Linked DNA regions of Zea mays: all the other regions are linked to region 1. The links are chromatin contacts, called in public Hi-C maps. All regions are on one chromosome and are shown on one strand. Each heading gives the region's core, a stretch centred on a gene start, on an enhancer-like site or on the middle of the called end of the contact. The rest is flanking DNA. Distances are from core to core; before and after follow the strand shown.

Region 1 (4,290 bases), core at 1,120-3,619:
TAAGTCATAATAGAAAGGAAAAAAATAACTAAGTCATAATAAAAAGGAAAAAACTATGAAAACCCAAACAATCATAAACAAAGGGAGAGAAGAATCAATCGGATGCTACCGACTATGGATCAACTGAGGAATGGTACTTTCCTCTCAGCAGTTTATGTCACCGAACAAGATGAGCATAACGGCCCTAAGACAAGACCAAGAAGCAACTATTGAGCTGGGGCATCTCTGAGAACTCAAACTGTTAATCAGCAGGCACGAAATGTTCCCCAGAATAATTGACACTTAAAGAGCATCACTTGCCATGTTAATTTATGCTCCACGAGTAACAAGATGCTTCGGTGTCTATCCAAACAAGATATTATGGTGTCTGCAACACCATAAGACCACAGTTCTCTTCAAGATTTCAAACATGTAGGGAAGTTGGCCCTATGGCAACAACTCCAAGCAAGTTCCCAAATTCCAATCAATCCTGCAGTGAGTTTTTTTCCTGGAGTCAATTATCTCGTGGATTATCGGCAAATCATACAGATGCTTCTTGCCTCATAGTTTATCCTCAAGATATATGTGTTTCACCAGCAGCCTCTGCAACTGCAATCACCTTTCTTAATTGTGTGGTACCTATTGACATCCCGTACTACAATTACTCTGTCGATCACCATGCTAGCATACTTGAAGAATTCATGACAATGAGCACATATTCTCAAGTTCTTAACTATTCTCAACACCTTTCCTGATGGTGCAGCACCACTGATCAACCCATATGCAAGAGCCAATCTTTCACTATGATGCCAAAGTCTCTCATCTGCCTCCTTGTACCCTAACTTCTCTACCTCTTGAATCAATTCATGCAGTTTGTCATATATTTCTAGCAGCTGTTCATGCCTTCTTTCGTTTGCAACAAAAACATGTACCAGCCCTCTGACCTCAATCCAACTTCGCCCACCTTCCTTCCTGACCCCATGGTCCCTCATTGCAGTCCATGCCTCAGCCTCCTCATTTGTTTTCCCAGCTGTTGAGTAGACGTTGGCAAGCATGACATAAGCTGAGTCATCCTTGGGATTAATCTCCAGAAGCCTCTGTCCCATGGATTCTGCCATGTCAACCCTGCGGTGAACCACACAGCCCATTAGAAGTGTCCGCCACACTGCTGCATCTGGTTTGCATGGCATTGTACAAGCAAAACTCTCTGCATCCTCTAGATGCCCCACCCGTGCCATTGCACCCACCACGCAAGTATAATGCTCAAGGTCAGGCTTCACGCCGTACTTCGACTGCATTGCTTCCAACCAAAACTTGGCTTCAGTGGCTGCTCCGGCATTACTACATGACGTGAGAACAGCAAGGAATGTTAGCCCATCAGGGGCAAAACCCAGCTTCATCATCTGGTTAAACAGTCCAGTGACCTCCTGCACATCTCCCTGCTGAGCATGAGCAGAAAGCACCGCGTTCCATGTAATCAGGTTTCGGTCACCACCCAACCCCTCAAAAACCTTGGCTGCATCATCCACATCTCCAGCCTTACCATAAGCATCCACCAGGGCGGTCCCAACAGCCACATTTCCATCAAGCCCAACTACCACCGCATGGGCGTGAATCCCACAAGTCTGCTCCAGCACAGCAAGCCCTGCAGCTGCCCGGAGAGAACCGGAGAGCGCATGCATGGTAGAATCAACACCGTTTGCGCGCATGCCAGCGAACACAGAGAGGGATTCTTCGTACCACCCATTCTGTGCGAGCCCAACAATCGTGGAGGAGTAGCAAACGGAGTCCCGATTTGCAACGGGGATTTCATCGAACAGGTGGCGGGCGCATGCCGGGGAGCGGGCTCTGGAGTAGAGAGTAATAAGGCAAGAGGCGGAGTAGGGGGACGACGAGAGGGCGAGCTTGAAGGCGAGGGCGTGCACGTGCGGTGCGATGGACGGCGGCATGGAGCGGAGGAGTGAGGATAGCGGGCCGTCGCAGAGGAGAGCAGGGGACATGCCGAGGACGCGGCGGAGGAGCGGGAGCGCGGAGGCCGGGGAGGAAGCGGAGAGGGAGGAGAGCGAGGAGGTGAGCGAGCCGGCGGTGGGGCGGAAGCAGAACGGGAGGTGGGAGAGGAGGTGCAGCGAGAGCGACGGATGGTAGCGGGAGAAGAGGAGGTTGTAGGCGGCGCGAGAGGACGAGGCGGTCTTGATGAGGACCGCGTGAAGAACGGCCGGGTCGCCGCCAGCTTCGGCCACCGCGGAGGCCGAGGCCCTGAGGGACGCGGCCACGGCGAGCATGGGCGTCTAAGGCGGTGTGTGATGGGCGCTGGTGATCAGCGACGGCGTGGCGGCGGTTTCGGGGTAGGAAAAATTCCTGGTATGCAGATTTTATATTCATTCCTTGTGTGCCACTGAGTGGCATATAGGTATATGTTTTGGTGTTTATGATATGTGAGGCCAGTGGCACACAAGGAACAAGTATATTTTCCAATGGCATACAGCGAATTGGCCCTTCGGGGTATGAGCATGACCTGTTTTAGAGCAGCGGCAACCCGGGAAGGCTGGATTTGAAGGCGTATTCGTTGGTTATCTACTAGCTGACGGTCTCACTGATGCTCATGCCTCCGCCTCCCTGCCCGCCGACGCTGCCGCACCTTCTCCGCCACCTCCGCGGCCGCATGCTCACCACCCAGCTCCTCGACCACCTCATCAGGTCAACCTCATCCTCGCCGTTCCCCTCCCTCTCCTTCTCCGTCTTCATCCTCCTCCTCCGCTCCTCCCTCCGCCCGTCCCACTTCACTTTCCCATTCCTTGCCCGCGCCGCCGCGCGCCTTTCCTCCGCCTCCCTCGCGTCTGCGCTCCACGCGCACCCGCTGCGGCTCGGGCTCCTCCCCGCCGACCTCCACGTCGCCAACTCCCTCGTCCACATGTACGCGGCCTGCGCCCTGCCGGACCACGCCAACCGAGTGTTCGACGAAATCCCGCGCCCCAACCTTGTCTCCTGGAACGCGCTCCTCGATGGGTACGCCAAGTGCCACGACCTCCCCGCTGCGCGAAAGGTGTTCGCTCGGATGCCCCAGCGGGACGTGGTGTCCTGGAGCGCCATGATCGACGGGTGCGTCAAGTGTGGGGAGCACCGCGAGGCGCTCGCGCTGTTCGAGATGATGGAGAATGCTGCCGCCAGGTCAGCAGAGGAGGAGGATGGTGGGGGTGGGGCGAGGGCTAACGACGTCACGATGGTGAGCGTGCTTGGAGCCTGTGCTCAGCTTGGAGACCTCGAGCGCGGAAGGCGGGCGCACCGGTGCCTGAGGGAACGTGGCTTTGCATTGAACCTCAGGCTTGCAACCTCGCTCGTTGACATGTATGCCAAGTGTGGGGCCATCAGTGAGGCAATGGAGGTGTTCTGGGCTGTGCCGGTGGAGAGCACCGATGTTCTGATATGGAATGCTGTGATCGGTGGCCTTGCGGTGCATGGCATGGCCACCAAATCGGTGGAGATATTCCTGGAGATGCAGCGTGCTGGGGTTGCGCCGGATGAGATCACGTACCTTTGTCTGCTGAGCGCTTGTGCCCACGGCGGTCTAGTGGATGAGGCTTGGGAGTTCTTCCGCTCACTTGAAGCGCAAGGGCTCAGACCACATGTCGAGCATTATGCTTGCCTGGTAGATGTGCTTGGCAGAGCAGGACGCCTGGAGGAAGTGTACGGTGTTGTTAAAAGTATGCCAATGAAACCTAGTGTTTCTGTGCTTGGTGCTCTCTTAAATGCCTGTCATTTGCATGGATGGGTGGAGCTGGGCGAGGTACTCGGTAGGCGGCTTGTCCAGTTGCAGCCAGACCACGATGGCAGGTACATTGGCCTGTCCAATATCTATGCTGTTGCCAGACGGTGGCAAGAGGCAAAGAAAGCTAGAAAGGTGATGGAGGATAGGGGTGTAAAAAAGGTCCCTGGATTTAGTGAGATTGATGTTGGTGGAGGGCTCTCCAGGTTCACTGCCCAGGACAAGACTCATCCTGGCTCAGTGAAGATCTATGAGTTGCTGAATCTAATAGCAATAGAGATGAAAATGAAGGATGATGCTACTATTCCAGATTACCTCCTGTGCACACTGCTAGAATGATGGTTGCGCTTGCACCTGTAGATCACTCAACAAACAATTTCCATGAAGCTGTTCGATCATTTTCTCGGAGTGAATGTGGACATAGTATTTTCCACACTTAGTTCTGGCCACTGAAGCACTATCCAAAGCATAATTTAGGCTAATCAAATTGGAAACTAAATTAACAGGTCAACTCAGTTGTGAGCAGATACATCAGGAGATATATATTT
Region 2 (4,290 bases), core at 748-3,247, 180 kb before region 1:
TGGCGGGTGGCACAGCAGTCGGAGCAGGGCAGGCGGCGTTGTTTTCCTGTCAGGTCAGTCAGTGGAGGGGCGAAATGACTGCGGTCACTTCGGCCCTGTCGACTGAGGAACGTGCGTCAGGATAGGGTGTCAAATGATCCTTGCATTGAATGCTCCTGCGATACGGTCGGTTGGCGAGGCGATCTGGCCAAGGTTGCTTCTCCGCGAAACCTGCCCGAGCTGGGCCTCGGGCGAGTTGAAGGTGCGCCCGTTGCTTGAGGAGACCCTCGGGCGAGACGTGAATTCACCTGGGTCTGCTGTTCTTGCCCGAGGCTGGGCTCGGGCGAGATCGTGTCCCTTGAGTGGGCGGAGCTTTGACCTGTATTGCGCCCATCAGGCCTTTGCAGCTTTGTGCTGATGGCGGTTACCAGTCGAGTTTAGGAGTCTTGGGGGTACCCCTAATTATGGTCCCCGACACTTTTCGGACGAGGGATTTCTATATCGCCTTCGGCTCGAAATCCGTAGCGGGTTCTCTCATCTAGTGGAACTTTGTAAAGGCCTCACAGTGGACCCCTAGCCATTCACCTTGGAACTGTCTAAGGGTCTTGTAAAACCTGGATAAACGGAAAACACGTCTTGTGGGTAAAGATGTGCAACCTCTGCATAATGTAAAACTGGTATATCAGTCGTGCTCATGGTCATGAGCGACTCAGACCCTCACATGAGTAACTTATGAAATTAAACTTAATCTGTCATTTGCATTGCATTGTGGGATTTATTATTATCAATTGTGATCAATTATTTAATTGGGTTGGTGTCTACTTATACTTAGTAACTCCTAATAAAATTTTGACCAACTTATTAAAAGCAATGTTCATCCTTAACCCCTATTTGTTGATATGACTTACACTTCACATGAGTCCCTACCGTAAGTGAGCTAATGCATATTATTTCCCACAACTTGTTGAGCGATGAACGTATGTGAGCTCACTCTTGCTAAACTCACACCAGGTCAAGAACAGGTACCGCCAAGATGAGGAGCATGAAGGATGTCGCGATGAGTTCGTGAGAGGTCTAGGTCGTCGTCTCCCAGTCAATTATGGTTGTGGATGATCGTTGTCATCATATGATTTAATTATTTAGCTATTTTGTACGGAACCTCTATTATATAATAAAGATGTAACATTGATTTCTGTATCATGTGTCATCATATGTGTAAGACTTGATCCTAACACATATTTAATTCGTGCCCCCTTAAATCCAGGTGTGGCATTTGTCGACCACTGCCTCTATACTCCACACATATGCATCACAAACTAAGGATATGTTGTACGCACGCTCACACCTGATAAGTCCACACAAATCAACTCAAGACGATACTCAATTGACAATCACTCAACATAAAATCCAAACCACAAGGCCACATCTCATCCTTATATTCATAGTACGAGGCTTACATGGTGTTAGACCTTGCATGGATTTATTTTCCGGCGAAGAGACATTCGAAGGATGTTTTGTTAGCATCCAAATGGTGTTCTTTGGACGCTGATATACTATAAAAATATACTCCCTCCGTTTCTTTTTATTTGTCGCTGGATAGTGCAATTTTACACTATCCAGCGACAAATAAAAAAAGAAACGGAGGGAGTAATTAATAAAAAACCTAATAATACTTATTTGGTATCATAAAATGAAATTATTTTATTATATAAATTTTGTTAATTTAGAGATGCTTTGACACTGCAAAAATTCGGGAGGGAGGTAGTATATTGCAATAGAGAAAGGTGACACACATAAACCCCCCACGAGCAAGTACTGTAGTAGATAGTAGCTAGGTTGCACTTGCACGTTGCAGTTGCACCCAGCGTTAGGTGACACGGCAACTTCACGGTGGATTTTGGGAGCACCGGCCACCTGCGGAAGAGTAGCACCGATGCATGAGCAAGGACTGGACCATGCATGCACGGCAGAGTTTGTAGTACACAAGCTGAAGCTTGGGACTGTGCACGCACAGCAGAAGCACGCGACGTGCCCCCAGTGCGAGACGTGGCCCGCCGGTAGCCGCCAACCCGGTGATGTGGTGGGCTGGTGGGTGGGCAGACAGCCGTTAATGAAGCGCTTTCTGACTCTGACGATGATTCAGCGCGTGCATCTCGTGCGCTATGTCTATAGGATAACGCTACTACTACACACCACCGGCAACAAGCAGCACTCTGCTCTGGGCGAAAGGATCGACCCTGTTATAAACATTTGTTACCAAGTGTAGTCCAAACCTTTGTTACCCCAGTCAAAAGAAGACAAAAGCGTAGAGAAAGGTATTTATTTATTTCTGCTTTGTTCACATATAGGACATCTCTTATTTATAGACAAAAGCTAGTAGGCATCTTTGGCTACAGGGTTCTTAGCACCCCTCCCTCTTGGCTTGGCCCTATGCCTGTGAGATGCAATACCCTAAAACTCCATTAAAACTCAATGAAAAGAAATTCAAAGAAAGAGTACATTACTCACGGTTACTGTGTTAAACGAATTACCTCGTTCAAAACCTCAAGTGAGAGATTTTTATGAAAACTCACATAAGGAAATAAAGAAGATAATTCACCTAACTTCAAATGATCCTCAAGTTGATCATTCTTCGGAGTCATACACATTCTTTTGATGCTTCATATAATGCAATGATTTTCGAGTTATTTGTCGACATCGAGACCAAAGTCTGTTTCGACGACTACCATGATATATATATTAGCTGCTCCACAAAAACTACGTATCTGGTTTGTGACAGTCCTATGGTGCTTACCAACCCACTGTACCAGAAATGCTAGTGCCTTCCCAATGTCTAGTTTATGAAACTAGTCATTACTATACGAGGCATCCGGTGTGCCCAACTTTTTTGCATTTTAGCCCTTTTTGGGTTTTATTTTCATAAATACACCCTTTGCAGTTTCATTTAAAAAATGGACCCCTGACTCAGCGCCATTATCATTGGCGCCTAGGTACAACGTGTCGGCGCCATTTTTTGGCATGCATAGGTAAGAATCCGGTCACGGTGGAACTAACGTGGCACATACCTCGGCGCCCTAGATCTTGGCGCCGAGGTAGGCACCTAGATCCATGGCCCCTACCTCGACGCCAAGATCTACGGCGCCGAGGTACGTGTCTATAAATATGCCCCTTCGGCCGTCAATTTTTTATACTCATTTCTATTCTTCAAAACGACAAACATCAACCTAATTCATCGACTTGGATCCATTGTTACTCTGTATCAAGGTAAGCTCTCTCCTTTTTTTTCCTATTTTGTTATGTATGATTAATAGGGTAAGGGTTAGGTTTTGGATATCATTTTTAGAAGCATTTTTTATTGTCATATTATCGATTTGCATGATGTCTAGACACGGTGAATCTGCTAAACAAAGGTAAGCGTTGTATTAAATTATATTTGTGATTCTTATAGATCTTATCGAAATTTAGGAAGGGTCCTTTGACCGGAACTGCCTTTGACCTGCTGCATTTGCCAACTGGTGTTCCAGTGCCTATGTGTTTTTGTGGTGATCTTTGCAAGGTTGAAAAGTCTGAGGATCAAGACACCTATCGTCAGAGGTATTGGATGTGTGCTAACTATACATTTGAGCCAACGATTGTTCAGCACCGGATGAATTTAATGGTGAGAATAATCTTTTAATATGTTAACAATTTGTAATCAAAGTGGTGCATGTTTTGTTTGCCTACTAATCATTGCATGTTTTGTAAACTCCTCCACCGCTCTCTGATTTTCAGCAGTGGATTGACACAGAAATCTCACAGAAAGACAAGAAGTGGTTGGAGAATCTTAAAAGTGGGATTTAGAGGACAAAGAGAGGATAGAGAAAAGACGAGAGCAGCTTGCGGTCGAACAACAATGGGTAGATGAGAAGGAAATGAGGCGTGTTGCTGAATGCAGGGAGGAGAAGGAGAAGAAGCTTGAGCGTGCACGTCGTGCAAAGGACGCAATGGAGGAGAACCCTGATGCATTTTGCAAGGGCAAATGGCCCCGTTGCACTCACTAGTCTAGGTGCTTATATGATGTTATGTAGTAATGAACTTCTTATTCTGTATTATTTAGTATCAAACAATGTTATTTAGTAATGAACTACTTATTATGGATTCAAATCGGACACTAAAAGCAAGTGATGAAAACGACTTAAAGAAATTGATAAAGAAAATCAACATGCTTAAAGCAATTGATACATAAGATTTTTCTAGCAGTGCTCCCACATTGTTGTTGTCTGCTGTGGCTGCGATGGAGAAGGTGAGGACCAACATTCTTGCTGTGATAAG
Region 3 (4,290 bases), core at 830-3,329, 130 kb after region 1:
TGAACATAATTCGTCAATTCATGCACCTGGGAGCACTGTTCTTCCATCTGGTTCAGTTCAGATCCAGCAGCCTTTGCGCCAATTCAAATCGGGCACTGTTCTATCATCTGGTGCAGCCCAGATCCACCAGCAGCCTCTGCGCCAACTCGATTCTCAGAGCAGTGTTACTCCGAGTGAAACCGTTCCAAGTACTCTCTACCTTCCGCAGCCATGAAGTTTCATCGGAAGTGTTCTCATCCTAGACTATTGTTCCTTTCTTTAGTGTACTTGTAGTTTTTTTATATCATAGATAATCATTGACAGATATCTTGCTATCCTAACCTTTCTGCTGTAATGGTTTAAAGCTGAGAATTAATGGTCAAATCTTGCGGTGGTCGGGTGGTAACACTGATTTGCAACATACTATAGCTGGTGAGGTTTCAGCACCTTGTCCAATGGTAAAACAGGTGCTCGTTTTATACGAGTGAGGTTAGACGACGAGAGTTAATAATGATGTGACATTGATTTCTTTACCATGAGTTATTATGTGTTAGATTTGATTTTAGCATACATTTGATATGTATTTGGATTTGTCTTTAAATTCGGACGTAATACTCGGGCTTGGATGTAATACTCGGGCGTCCCTAGACGACGTAGAGACGTAGAGTTAATCAGGAATTAAGATCTAAGGGTCGTTTTAGGGTCGACAGACCATTCAAGATGGATCTAGACGATGTAGAGTCGGATTGCGATAAAGGTAGATATGTGGAAAACTACAATTACTTCTAAAGTAGGAATGATAAAGAAGAGTAAATAAAGTAGATTGATCCATTGAAATGTGCCTATTTATATTATATTTATAAGGAATGGGGTTTAGACTAAGCGAGATCCAACATATCTATATGGATGGATTAGTATAAATCACGTTTAGGATAAGTACTCTCGTTCGACCTACAAGCAGGAAACCCATCAACACGATAGTCATTTATTTAAGATTATAACAAAGATCCAAACCAAACAACCAAAAAAACAAAAACCTTGATCAGAACTCCAGGCATCAAATCAACATGGCTCACATCCAAAGCAAAGAATATGACGCTAGTATTACTTTGTGTTTTTTTATTACTTGATCTAATTACCCGCAAGTTCAGACTTGGATTATTTAGCCTCAATCTTGCTTCTCTTCTGAAGCCGCCACTTACTGCCATGAATACTGCCGCAGCAGGAGGAGGCACAACAGTCTTGAAGCATGCAGAAGCGAGACTCGCGCTCAGGCACACGAATCACGAGGTCTGACGTCGTTGCGGTGTTAGCACGGCGGCGCGTCCAGAGGCTCGAGCCGCGGACCGCCTTATCGATCTTAGCCTTTTTCTCTTCGCCCTTGTCGTCCGGCATAGCCGTGCGAGCCGCGTCGTCGTGGCGGCGTTTTCCCTTGCGCTGGGCGACGTCGCCTGCAGAGATGAAAGGTTTTCCCATGGTTTCTAGGTACAACAGGTTACAGATGGACTTGTCACCGCCGGTGGTTGATGTCGCCACCGGCGTGGAAATAGGAGATGTCACCACCGGTATGGAAGTATGAGATGTCGCCACCGGCATGGAAGCAGGAGAGGACACTAGCGTATCTCTGCCGGTGGTTGATGTCGTCAACGGCATGGAAATAGGAGATGTCACCACCGGCATGGAAGTATGAGATGTCAGTATGTCACCACCGGCATGGAAGCAGGAGAGGACACTAGCGTATCTCTGGCCTCGCTTTTTGTCGAAATCGCTTCTTCTCCCTCTCTCTCTTTTTTAATTTTGTTGAGCGTATAGGATTTAGGTGCGTCGACGCACTATATATCGTACTGTACCTCGGACTTCGGTAGTCCGTTCCCGATTTTTGTATCGGCCTCTGTTCCGATTATTTTCTTATTTTGACATAATAAACGAAAACATGGCGAACCCCTTGAAACAGCATGAGCCCACCACGTCGTTATAGGATCATCAGTTCCCAGCCTAGTAACGCAAGAAAATGCAGCCCATGAAGGCCCATTTCAAAACCAGCACAGAGTCATCGCTACCAGGCCACCGCCCAAAGGTCACACATACAAGTGTCACGTCCCCGGTCCCTCGCGAACCCTAGAGCCGCAGCAGCACACTCCCGCAGTAGCAGCAGCCGCCGCCGCCGCCGCCCAGCCGCAGGAAACAGGAGGAAGATGCCGGCGGGGCACGGGCTTCGGTCGCGGACCCGCGACCTGTTCGCGCGGCCGTTCCGCAAGAAGGGTTACATCCCGCTCACCACGTACCTGCGCACCTACAAGATCGGCGACTACGTCGACGTCAAGGTGAACGGCGCCGTGCACAAGGGCATGCCGCACAAGTTCTACCACGGCCGCACCGGTCGCGTCTGGAACGTCACCAAGCGCGCCATCGGCGTTGAGATCAACAAGCAGGTATAACGCCCGCACCAGCATACCCTGTGTTGTCATTCGTTCCGTATGCGCCGCCGGTTTGCTAGATGTGTGCTGCTGCTGGTTGATGGCAATACAGCGATATTTTTTTTCATGATACATAGATACAGTAGTTTTCAGTGTCCTCCGCCTGAGATAGAGACCATTTCATGGAAAGAAATCCGAGTCGTACGTTTGCGGACGCATATACTAATGCTCACATAAATTCGCTCGCACTTGTGGTATTTTAAGCTGTGCAGAGTGCTGGATTGTAATTTAATAGCATAATGAAGTGTGAACTCTTGAAATTACGTAGTTTATCTCTTGTTCTGTCCAATGTTTGATATATTGAGTGCACACTGTTTTGTGTTTTTTATGTCAAATTCGTGTTGATTAGTACCAAATTGATGTAGAGGGTGTTTGGTTTTTAAGGACTAAGAGCAACTCCAATAGTTATGTAAATTTTAGCTCTCTAAATCACAGATTTAAGAAGTTGCTAAATAGCTTTTAGAGTAAAAAAATATGAGTTCTCCAATAGTTCTCTAAATATAGGTTGTAATTTTGTTTTGTATCTATCCACATAAAAAATAAGTCACAAAAACTATATAATGCAGTCAATATTTTTTGTTTAGGGAGTTGTTAAATGATTGCCAAATGTAGAGAGAAAATGAGGTTAGATGACAAGTTGTTAAATTTAGAAAGTTCATTTAGAGAACTGTTGGAAAATAGTTTTCATGTTAACTACCTAAATTATTGATTTAGAAAGTCTTTAGAGAACTACTGGAGTTGCTCTAATGTTTAGTCCCTACATTTTATTCCATTTTAGTTCAAAAATTGCTAAATATAGAAACTAAAACTTTATTTTAGTTTCTATATTTAGCAATTTATAGATTAAAAAGGAATAAAATGAAGGGACTAAACATTAGTCCCTAGAAACCAAACACCCCCGTAGTTGTCTTTAAAATTTAACATTCCTAATTTGACACTTATTTAGACCTACTTGAAGTTCAGAACTGGAACCTTATCAAGTACTGGCATAGTGACAATTTGCTCATTTTGACAACTGTTCCCATAACATTGGGTATTGATGTGCCAGAACAGTTCGATTCTTCTTGTTTTTTTGCCCTAGGCCGAGCGCTTACCCCTTAAGCTATGGGGTGGCGTGGTATTCCACGAGAGAGGGTATTGTGGCACACGTCCATACGTGTGATGGGCATACATCAAAATCTGTCATTCTGGCACCTCTTCTGTTACCAGTAGCAGCAGGGGAGCCTGTTTGGATGATACATATGTAAATTTGTTCTGCAATTATGCTTCCTATTTCTTTACATTGTTTAAGTTCATGTTGGATCAATATGTATGCAGATTAGATGTATATAGTAATAATAATATACTCCTTCGTGTTCACATAGTAATGCACTTATGCTCCAAGCCTCGTTTCGTTCAAGCTTGCTTCACATAGTAAAACATGTCTCCCTTTCACTTGAACCTAAACTGTTGGATATGCAGTTTAGTTCCTTCGTGTTCACATTTGTCTAAAGTTATGGTTTGTTGTAAAGAGTGACTTTGCAAAGATGCATGCCCCCTGCCATTCTTCTTTTTGGTTAGGCACAAGTGATGGTGCCCTTGACTTGTCTTTTTTTCGTTATGAGTTAATGCAACTATATGGACTGATTCACCGTGGTAATATTTGGCTTTTTCTGGTGCCTTTAGGTTAATGGCCGCATCATCAGGAAGCGTATCCATGTCCGTGTGGAGCATGTGCAGCCCTCCCGTTGCACAGAGGAGTTCCGCTTGAGGAAAGCCAAGAACGATCAGCTCAAGGTTGATGCCAAGGACCGTGGCGAGGTGATCAGCACCAAGAGGCAGCCTGTGGGACCCA

The links. Hi-C and Micro-C count contacts between places; a contact is called where the count stands out from the background.
Region 2: a contact with region 1 is called in a Hi-C map of tassel, with 2.3 times the contacts expected there. The contact joins the enhancer-like site here to the promoter of LOC100281446 in region 1. A contact is called at or near these places in 3 of 25 Hi-C or Micro-C datasets (ear, leaf and tassel).
Region 3: a contact with region 1 is called in a Hi-C map of tassel, with 4 times the contacts expected there. The contact joins the promoter of LOC100192783 here to the promoter of LOC100281446 in region 1. A contact is called at or near these places in 2 of 25 Hi-C or Micro-C datasets (ear and tassel).

The regions. Positions count from the first base shown.
Region 1 is chr1:8,914,969-8,919,258 of Zm-B73-REFERENCE-NAM-5.0, forward strand. It overlaps LOC100281446 (vegetative storage protein), which reads right to left and starts at 2,370. Exons shown (of 1, transcript NM_001154364.2): 1 at 1-2,370. The coding sequence starts at 2,261. The coding sequence ends at 570. LOC103631696 (pentatricopeptide repeat-containing protein At5g08305) reads left to right here and starts at 2,481. Exons shown (of 2, transcript XM_020545022.2): 1 at 2,481-4,290. The coding sequence starts at 2,576. The coding sequence ends at 4,081.
Region 2 is chr1:8,733,689-8,737,978 of Zm-B73-REFERENCE-NAM-5.0, forward strand. No RefSeq gene overlaps it. Among protein-coding and RNA genes, the nearest start is that of LOC103631695, 9.9 kb to the left of the region's middle. Within about 2 kb of position 1,998, at least 15 of the 20 cell types and tissues checked have an H3K27ac peak or open chromatin away from gene starts, as enhancers often do. A contact at or near this core is called in ear and tassel, where this site is marked.
Region 3 is chr1:9,046,559-9,050,848 of Zm-B73-REFERENCE-NAM-5.0, forward strand. It overlaps LOC100192783 (60S ribosomal protein L21-like), which reads left to right and starts at 2,080. Exons shown (of 2, transcript NM_001137977.2): 1 at 2,080-2,411; 2 at 4,122-4,290. The coding sequence starts at 2,175. It overlaps LOC103631697 (RPM1 interacting protein 13), which reads left to right. Exons shown (of 4, transcript XM_008652689.4): 4 at 1-532. The coding sequence ends at 214.